Linked DNA regions of Mus musculus: region 2 is linked to region 1. The links are chromatin contacts, called in public HiChIP or PLAC-seq maps. All regions are on one chromosome and are shown on one strand. Each heading gives the region's core, a stretch centred on a gene start, on an enhancer-like site or on the middle of the called end of the contact. The rest is flanking DNA. Distances are from core to core; before and after follow the strand shown.

Region 1 (4,792 bases), core at 1,284-3,783:
ATAAGAAAGCAGGCTGAACAAGCCATGAGAATTAAGCCAGTGAGCAGCACTCCTTCATGGCCTCTGCATCAGCTCCTGCCTCCAGGCCCCTGCCCTGCTGGAGTTCCTGTCTTGACTTCCTTTGATGGTGACCTGTGATCGAGACACATAACCTGGATGAAACCTTTCCTCCCCAGGTTGCTTTGGCCATAGTGTTTCATCACAGCTATAGTCACCCTGACTAAGGCAACCTGTACGATCACACAGGTATAAGCATAGCTCTTGTGACTGGAGACAGAGGGAGTTCTCTGCCACTGGTTTTAATTTCTCCAGGAAGAATAATTAGGAGATTATTACAGCATTCTCTGTTTCTCTAGGCATAACATGACCACCCCACAGCCATTTGGGAGTAAAGATCAGCTTGGCCTGGTAATCATGGAACAGATAAAAAACAATACAGAGGTAGCTAGACTTGGAGTTAAGGTAACAGGGCTGCTGGCACTCTTTAGAAGGGAGAAGAGGGTCATGAGGCCCTCGCCTGGACTTGTAACCATCATTCCCTCCTGGTCTTCTGAGACAGTAATCATGGGAGACGTTAGCGTATACAGGAAGTGGAAGGTCTAAAGAAATGAGTCTCCTTTATATCACAATGGCTTCCTAAAAGGCCTCCCAAACTGGGCACATCCCAGCCCCACAGTCCTTCAGATACTCACCCCTTGGAGGAATGCCCCTAGACCACAAACATGCTGGGCAGTGTAACCCTCATTTAAACCTCTACCTACAAAGGCTTGACAGCTATTGTTGGTCGTCAACTTGACTACATCTGGAATTAAGTAAAACACAAACAAGGAAGGCACACCTGTGTGAGAATTTTGCTTAATTTAAGATCTACTTCTAATGTGGATCTCTGAAGTGGAAAGGCACACCTTTAATCTGGACCTTTTGAGCTGGGAAAACCCACCTCTAATCTGGTCCACACCTTCTGCTAGAAGTCTGTACGAGAACATGGAAGAAGGAAGCTTTTGCTCTTTACCTATCACCTTGCTAGCAAATCCTTCCCTTCACTGGCCTCAGAGCCTACTCCTTCAGGATCCCAGCGCATCCTGAGACATCCAGCCTCATGGACCAAACATCTGGATTCTTGGAGCTTCCATTCCTAGGCAGCCACTGTTAGACTAGCTCGACCACAGCCTGTAATTCATTCTAATAAATTCTCTTTCCCTGTATAGAAAAAGACTCATTCTAACAGTCCTGTTGCTCTAAATAAAGCCCTGACTAATACAAAGGCCAGTGTTCCAGTCCCTCACTTGGGCATCCAAAGGCTTCCCGTCCCTAGTCCCACCTTTGCACAATTAGACGCCACACATTCCTTCCCCCTTTCTACCTTTTACTGACATTCTTGCAGCCTGTCCATTGCCCCAGCCAAAGGCTGTGAAAACTCACTTTTATGTCTTTCTTCAGACTCTTCAGCCCAGCTGCCCTCCCTCTTGGAGAAGTTCAAGTCAGCTCCCACTTTTCCACCTACTGACTCATTCCATTAAATTCACTTTTCCTGCCTAGTGTCTAATTTCTTTTAAAAACAAAACACCTTATGAAAGATTGCAGTTGTCATGTCTTATAAGTGTACCCTTATGTATGCATGTTCATCTACACACATGCTGGGTCTGGAAAGAAGGAAGGAAGGAAGGAAGGAAGGAAGGAAGGAAGGAAGGAAGGAAGGAAGGAAGGAAGGGAGAGAGAGAGAGAGAGAAAGAAGAGAGGAAGAAAGAGATCAGAGAGAAGGGGGGACGGTAGGAGGGAGGGGCACATAGAGAAAAGACAAAGTAAAGTGGAGGCACCTTGACCCCAGATGAGCCCCAGCTTCTCTGGTCCCTGCAGGGTTCCAGGCTGGCAATACCCTCAGCTTCCTCCCCTGCTCTCTCTCCCTGTCTTCCCCTGTGCCTCCGTCTTTGATGTGTGTCCAGTAACAGCATCAAATCTTAACCAGCAGCCCCATCTTGGAGAAGAACAACAGAAGAGATGAAAATGTAACGTTGAGAAGTTCATGCTCCAAGGAGCACGTGCACTTTGCCTCCTGTAGAGCCCATCCGAGACGAGCCTGGCAGAGGTCTGGCTTTCTGGCACATGCAAAGACCATTGGATACCCATCCCGGTGTATGGGGGCAACTGAGAAATCACCAGGAGACGGAGCTTCCTCTGTGTGCACAAGGGAGCCAGCCATGCCTGCTTCCAAGGACCTGGTTGTCTGAGTGAAGCATGCAAAAAAAAAGAAGACGAAGGAGAGAAAGGAATCATCGACCTACTGTCTCCTCCTCCTCCTGAAAAAGACAGCCCAGCAGACATCCATCCCCCCAGGACTCACAGGCCCTCTGTAAATTACAACCCTGAGCGCTAAGGGTAGCACCCTGGACCAGAGCCAGTGGCTGTCCTGGATGCACTGTTTGCTGTGAGCCTAGGGTAGAAGAGGTGAAGGCCCTTGGCTGGGCTGCTTACAAAATCTCCTTCCCAACCCTGGCTCCTTACTCCCCTTCGAAAGCACTGCAGAGCCTGCGTCTGATTAATGTTGTGCGCTGATATACACAGAAGCCGGCTCCAGATTCCTGGCAAACCGCCCTGCACCCTGCGGAGAGGAGGCTCCACCTGCCCAAGGGCGACCCCTGGCGGCCAGCAGAGAAACTGCGCAAAACTGGGAAAGGTTTGTTTTAAAGAGTGCGGACTGGTATTGGGTGTACACCTCTAATCCCAATTATCTGGGAGGCTAAGGCTGGAGGACCACAAGTTCCAGGACAGCTGAGAAAAATTACTGAGACCTCCGTCTCAAAGAAAGAAAAGAGGCTGGGCATGTGGGTCCTTGGTAGAACATTTGCCTGGTGTGAGTCAGGTCTCAGGTTCAATCCCCAATAATAGTAATTATTATTATTATTATTATTATTATTATTATTATTATTATTATTATTATTATTATTATTATTAAAACAAGCAAAATGTTTTAAGAAATAAAGGCGACAGAGTAAGCTATGCAGCCCCAGATGGTGCTGTACAGGAGGTAGAGTCTAAAGGGAAAGCCAATTTTGCTGTCTTACAGTGCAAGCAGGAAGGAAACATTCTGTTTGGAATGGTGGGGGCTGAAGGAGGTAATTGTGGAGGGGGAAGGTGGAAATGTGAAAATCTGTTGATAGTCGGAATAGAATCTGTTTAATATAATTCTTTCACAAAATAACACTTACAAAGTTTTCCCTGCTCTGAGCCAGGCCTCCTTCCATCTTCAGCACCAAGGCCATATTCTCCCCTCTGCTTCCCCACCAGCTGCTTCGGGAAAGGAATCAACCTATACTACTTGTGTCCTGTACCTGCAGTGATCCTGGGACCCAGGAGTCAAGAGGCTAGCTGTTTGACCTTGAACAATCTGCTCAACATCCTGGGAACTCCTTCCAGAATTCCAGAATATGAAAGCAAGGAAGGGCTTGTGAGTAGCGGGTGGCTCTGTCACCTCTCACTTTCCCATCCTCTCCCATCAGTTGACACACCCATCCTCAGTCCCACCAGGCATCGGTGTACATTTGCTCTGCAAGGAGCCAATTGGTGCACAGTTGACCAGCTTTCGGATGGAGCCTGATGCTTTCAGCCTGATCTCAGAGGCTTTAGGTGGCCATCTTTCACTTTGGTGTCAGATTGCTCTGATGCCCAAGGCTCTCTCGAAGGAGCTGCCACCAACAAGAAGTTCCCCCAGAGACACAACTCCCAAGTCTATAATCATAGGCACCAAGGGAGAAATAATGGACAATTAGATACTTGCTAGGTGACTTTTCCATAAACAGATGTCTTTTTTTCCCAAGGTAGGGTACCAACAGCAGACCAAAGGAGTGGGTCCCATCTGTGTCCAGTTTGATAAAGCAATGTGTTTATTTCAGTAGTATGGCTGACGGGGTACTCGCTGAAGTATGGTGAGTCCAAAGGTTGATGCATGATTATCATGGAGGGAAGCAGACATGCGTGATACTAAGCAGTAGCTGACAGCTTTACATCCTGCAAGTAGTGAGAGAGATCTCAGAGCCCACCCCCAGAGACACACCTTCTCTATCAAAGCCACATCGATTCCAATAAAGCCACACCTCCTAATCTTTCCCAAACATGTCCACTCCCTGACAAATAAGCATTCAAACTATAAGAGCCTGTGGAGACGGTACTCATTCAAACCACTACAAGGAGATAGCTACATAGCGTGGTTCTAAATGAAAGCGTGGGGGTCAGCCAAGAGCAGCCCCTGGAAGTGTAGGAAAATCAGCAAGTGGAAAAATGAATTCAGAACAAAATCCTGAGCCACAGGAGCGAGAGCTGGCCTGGGTGCTCTGAGGCCGTGGGCAGCTCCTGCCCTCTAATTCAACAGAGCCAATAGAATGGTACACCACAGGGCATGTCCGCAGGACAGAGACTATTCAAATGACCTTAAAGGTCCCCTGGGACACAGAACAGTCTAGTCTCAGAATCCTAATGCATATCTCATGGAGAGACACTACCTCTGAGAGTCTAATCTGCCACTAAGTTACCAGAAGTAAGAGGTGAGAACATGGGTTCTCTCTCCTGATTCTTATGCATCCATCCATTTGCTCATTCCTTTAGTCATCTATCCATCCATTTATATAGACTTTCATTCAAATGTTTGTGGAGGCCAGAGACTGGCACTGATAGTCTTCTCATGCTTCTCTTAACCTTGTGTTTTGAAACAGGGTCTCTCATTGAATCTGGAGTTCTCTGGTGCAGCTAACCTGGCTGGCCAGCAAGCTCCTATCTGTCTCCTCAGCACTGGGACTCC
Region 2 (4,792 bases), core at 1,131-3,630, 410 kb before region 1:
TGTGAGTGAAGATGACACAGTTGTCAGAATTTTCTGTCCTCTCTAGCACCTCAGGGGTGTGCCCCAGCCATACATGTTCTTTTGATTCCTTGCCAAGGGCCCCCTCATGTTCATCTTCTTGCTGATGGAGCGGGACAATGCAGAAACCCTAGGGACTCCTTGTTGCTTTCCATAGGACAACAAGTTCTTCATTCCTTGTCACTGTCACCAAATCAGGACTAGGTACTCCCCTGTCTGCCTCAGAGGCACATCTCTGCATCAGAACCTGGCCATGAAATTAGCAGGTAGTCAGAGAAGCCTTGTTATCGCTTAAAACTCGGGTTATTTGACCTTCTAGTGATACCACTCCTTTTCTGCTATAGGAGTATCTGTTTGCTTATTTTGTACTACTAGGTATCACACCCAGAGGTTCACTTAAGGTATGTAGATGCTTATACTCCATGCCTTCTAATACAGGCTTATATAACCAGACATCAAGCCAGATGCATCCAAAGAATGGTGTGCACATTGTTTCAAGTATTATGAATGAGGAAGAATAAGAGGAAAGATTAACAGAGTCACAAAGGAAGCTTTACCCTACACACAGAGAGACTTGTACCAGTTCCTTCAGTTCTGGAGAAAGATGGAAGGAGAGAAGAGATGTAGGCATGTGATCAGGAAGGTTATCCTTGATGTAGTCATTTCAAATTACAGACTAGACCGTGGGAAAGAGCTGGTGGGCTGGGGTTCAGAAATAGACTTTGGGGCTTAGGCATATCTCATTTAAATTCTGACCTGTCTGACATCACTAGTCTTTTGCCATGGCCAAGCCCGTTTCCTCATCTGTAATATGGCATCACATCCGGCATCACATGCAAGCTCCCTGGAGCAGTGAGTGCCTGCGAGACGTGGCTTCTCACTTTTCTGTTCCCACTTGACCATTGTCACATGCCCTAGCAAGTGAATTTCACGTTACTGAGAGGCGGGAGAGCCAAGTTGCAGGTTAAATGAGGGCAAAGGCTCTTATGGTTGCTTATAGTTTCCATAGCAAGGCTCTCACATGAGGAGAGCACCTGAATGGACATGGATAGGCAGGGCTTGGGCGTCCTTACCTCTGGTTCAGAACACTAAGAACCGACTCCTCTCACTTCCTTCCTAGCTTATGTTCTTGTTCCCTATCTCACCTCTTCCCCTTCCTTTAACATTTTCTGGCCAGTGGCCCTGAGTTGCTTTCAGATTTGTGCTTTTCTTTTGATACTGAGTTATAAGTCTACCTTGCACAGTTCTCTGGCAGGTTTGACAGCTCTGCCGTTCCTGGGCTTGAGGCAAGACTCTTCTCATCCAGGCAAAGAGCCACAAGTAGCAGAGTCATTAGAGCAGAAGAGGAGGGATAAGTGCCCCCATTTCATGGTTTACAGAACCATCTACACTGCAGAACTAGCAAGAGAGCTTGACAACACACGTTCTCGGGTTCTATCCGAGGAATATCGATAGAGTCCTAGTCTTAGGACTAGGGTCCCGAGATCTGCACATTCACCAGGATTACTGGGTAAGTATCAGGGACCCAGCTTGATCTCTTACAATAAACCTGCAAGGGCCGATGGCATGCTAACATGTACATGCCTGCGATGCTTTCTTTAAGCCATGTTTTCAGGCTGCAATTTTAAAGGAGGCACAAGAGCTCTAAAGATCTTAATTGTTCTTAGTTGAGTGTGAAGGAAGACCTATGAACCACGATAGACACCATCCTTCAGTTTACGTGTGCTGGGTAATCTAAAATGGCCCAGAAACTACATTTCCAGCCATTTACTATCTCCAGGGATGTCCTGAGCATGTTTTTAAAGTAGAATTCCTGTAAGTTACAGGCATAGGTTTTTACTAAGGGACAGTAGTACGGGAATGCAGTGTCTGTCTTGACAGGACCTAACTTTCCACATTCAATAAGATCCTCACCCATGTAGCCTCCCCTCCTTACTGGACCTGAAAAATGAAGAACAACATCTAGTTACTCGGTGCAAATTACTAGATTAAATAATGGCTTAAGAAAGCAAACAAATTAGCTGCAAGGAGATTGGGATCCTCATTCATAATTTTCCTCTTTGGCTCCAGCTGGAGTGCCTCAGACCTCATCCCTGCTGTCCTGAGACCTTCCTGCCTAAGATGTAGATTTGGCAGCAGGGTTGCTTTAGAGGCATTCGCGCTCCAACTGGAGCCTCAGGTGTGGTTAGGCAAAGAAATGAGAAGCATGAAACCCTCAAGATAATTCATCTCCTCCAGGTGGTTCCTGTCCACAGCCGGCCCTTATCTCCTCTTTCTGCAACACCTACTTACTTGGATCTTGACTTGTTTTTGGCAGTGCTCTGGATGTGCAATGCGGTTGCCATGGAGATGCTACCCAGCATGCCGCATGCTGTTTCATCTTCTCTCCATCTCTTCATTTCTCTCCAGTGTGTGCTTGTTCGCTCCCATTCTACCTCGCAGACACCCACCCCAACCTTTTTTTTTCCTAATTGAAGATATCAAACACCACACTTCTTCAAGCCGTTTTGCTACAGCCCCCCCTCCCCCGAACACACACACTCTTATTGAACGTGTTTTAATTTCATATAATCAGAATAACCTGTACTGACTGGGAAACAGGGAAGAAAGTTGCCCCAAATGTTAAATTTCCCTTGTTTATGCTGGTTGCCTGGGAGGCTGAGGGAATTCAGGCAAGTGTTAATCAAATTAACATCCCTCTACTTTCCCGGAGATTAGGTCTTTACCAGGTGGAGAGAGACTTAGTAGCAATACCTGCTGGTTTCCACCTGAGCTCCTTCGCATCTCTGCTCTGCAGATAGCTCTGAGATGCCTTCGCTCCCAGTTGCCTGCCCATGAAATATCCATTTTGCCCATTATTTGCATTAAGCCTTAGGCATCGCTGTAGATGCCAGCATGCTGCATTGTCAGGAGTTGGTCCACACATGAAGAAAATCGTCATGTGACTATTGACTGCTAACCTCCCCCTCCCATGACTCTTGTAACTGGCAGATAATGAGAAGAGCTGAGGGAAAGACTTTGTAAGTATGTGTACCTAACCAGGTGAAAATTTAATAGTTTCTCCTATGTATACCAAAGATGTTTTTCTTTTTCTCGATAATTAGAAAGACACTAGGAAATAAATATATAAACATACCTTTCCCTCATCCCCTTCCTTAAAAAAAAGCTCTCTCATCTGTAATGTCATAAGCAAAATGAGTTATATTTCTTTCTTTCCTAAACTGATAAAAGAATTCACATTAGTAAAAACAATCCCAGAATTACCTTTTACGTATGTTCCAGGTGCCTCAATTTTCTAAACTCAAAGCAACCCACTAGGCAGTCACCTTAGATGATCAACAAGACACAGCCCGATATCGTTTTCTTTCTTCTATAACAAAACTGCTCAGAAACAACCAGGGCTCGCCATTCTCTTCCCATGGCTCTCCAATGTGTTTACTTACCTATGTCTGCTTTCTCAGGGCCGTGAGAGGACAGGAGGGCAAGCAGGTCACGTGATCCAAAAGGTAAAGCTGACTTTAGGGATGATTTAATGTGGAAAACAAAAAAGGAGACATTTTACAGGGACCTGCACAAGAATGAGGTCAACCTACATTTTCTCTCACTGCTTTTAGAAACCAGTTTTTGATACTTCATTTTTTTTCCCTAAAATCAATAATTGAGTCACTTTCCCCCAAAGAAACATTCTCCCTTTCCCTCTCCCTCTGTGTGTGTATGTGTATTGATTGTGTACGTGTGTGCACGTATGTGCATGTATGTGCATTGTGTGTGTGCGTATGTGCGTGTGTGTGTGTGTGTGTGTGTGTGTGTGTGTGTGTGTGTGTATGCATGGAAAAGCCAGAAAGTAGTGAGAGCCACTTTCCAAGCTAGTCTTCTAGAAGTTCTAACGAATCGATAGGTGTTTATTGAACACTTAGCACCAGAAAGGAACTAATTTAGATTCTGCAAGAGGATAATAGGATGAGATTTGACTCTTTAAATAGTGCATTGTCTGTCACAGAATTCAAGTCACGGGCATGAAAAGTTAAATAGCCAACAGGAATAAAATGGGCTGTAGGAACAGTACATGAACTACTGAAATGTAGTCCACAAGCTAGAGGACAGAGGGAGGGGAGAAGGGAGGAGGCCTGCATGGGCAAGAAAGTGAGAGAAGGTGGGTAAGAGCTTAGCGGGGCTATTAAGCAGGAGCAATATTCAAATTGCATTCATATGAAAGTGAACAGTAGAGAAGCAGACAAATGCATCTGTTCCAAGACAGCAAAGAAGCCACTTGACTTTAGCAATGGCTCATCTGGAGAACGGGAGAGAAGTCCAGCTGTGCAGATGGGGGTCAAGGTGTGGAGGGAGGGCCCTGAGTCAAGTTCAGCTCTTACTCCAGCTAGTAGGAAGCCATTGGAGTTTTGGAAGCAATGGCTGACACAGCAATATGGAGTCTATAGTAGGGATGCACTTAAGGATCTTGAGGATGTAAGACAGAGGTCTCAGAGACAGGCTGTTTGAGAGATCTGCATAGGAAACGATAAGGCTCCATAGCACAAAAGAAGGAAGGAGGGGACTCATGCAGGGGCTTCTTGTAAGGGCTGGTGGGCTTGTAATTCCAGCATTTGGGACAAGAGCAGGAGTGTCAAGTGATGAGTGAGGATGGAGACACCTGGCAAGTCTCAGGACTGAAGGAGTCAGACAAGCTAGCATCTACAGGGTGCCTACTATTGTCCAAGTGCTTCGTAAGTATTCAATAACTTTGAGAAAGAGTAATCAGGCAGTTGGCTCTTTT

Evidence for each region. HiChIP or PLAC-seq counts read pairs in DNA pulled down with a chosen protein or histone mark.
Region 2: a contact with region 1 is called in an H3K27ac HiChIP or PLAC-seq map of SST interneurons, with 5 times the contacts expected there. The contact joins two enhancer-like sites. A contact is called at or near these places in 8 of 39 promoter capture datasets (the HPC-7 cell line, cranial neural crest, frontonasal cranial neural crest and 5 more), 1 of 15 datasets of contacts at CTCF or cohesin (embryonic stem cells), 9 of 484 Hi-C or Micro-C datasets (cerebral cortex, cortical neurons and embryonic stem cells) and 3 of 115 datasets of contacts at active chromatin or transcription factors (SST interneurons, VIP interneurons and embryonic basal ganglia).

The regions. Positions count from the first base shown.
Region 1 is chr6:135,442,607-135,447,398 of GRCm38.p6, reverse strand. No RefSeq gene overlaps it. Among named protein-coding and RNA genes, the nearest start is that of Gm25136, 82 kb to the left of the region's middle. Within about 2 kb of position 2,533, at least 105 of the 459 cell types and tissues checked have an H3K27ac peak or open chromatin away from gene starts, as enhancers often do. A contact at or near this core is called in SST interneurons, cerebral cortex, cortical neurons and 1 more, where this site is marked.
Region 2 is chr6:135,857,234-135,862,025 of GRCm38.p6, reverse strand. The region is part of intron 5 of Grin2b (glutamate receptor, ionotropic, NMDA2B (epsilon 2)); the gene reads left to right. It overlaps Gm14330 (a long non-coding RNA gene), which reads right to left. Exons shown (of 3, transcript XR_003956535.1): 2 at 3,462-3,534. Among named protein-coding and RNA genes, the nearest start is that of Gm14330, 7.3 kb to the right of the region's middle. Within about 2 kb of position 2,380, at least 28 of the 459 cell types and tissues checked have an H3K27ac peak or open chromatin away from gene starts, as enhancers often do. A contact at or near this core is called in SST interneurons, cerebral cortex, cortical neurons and 1 more, where this site is marked.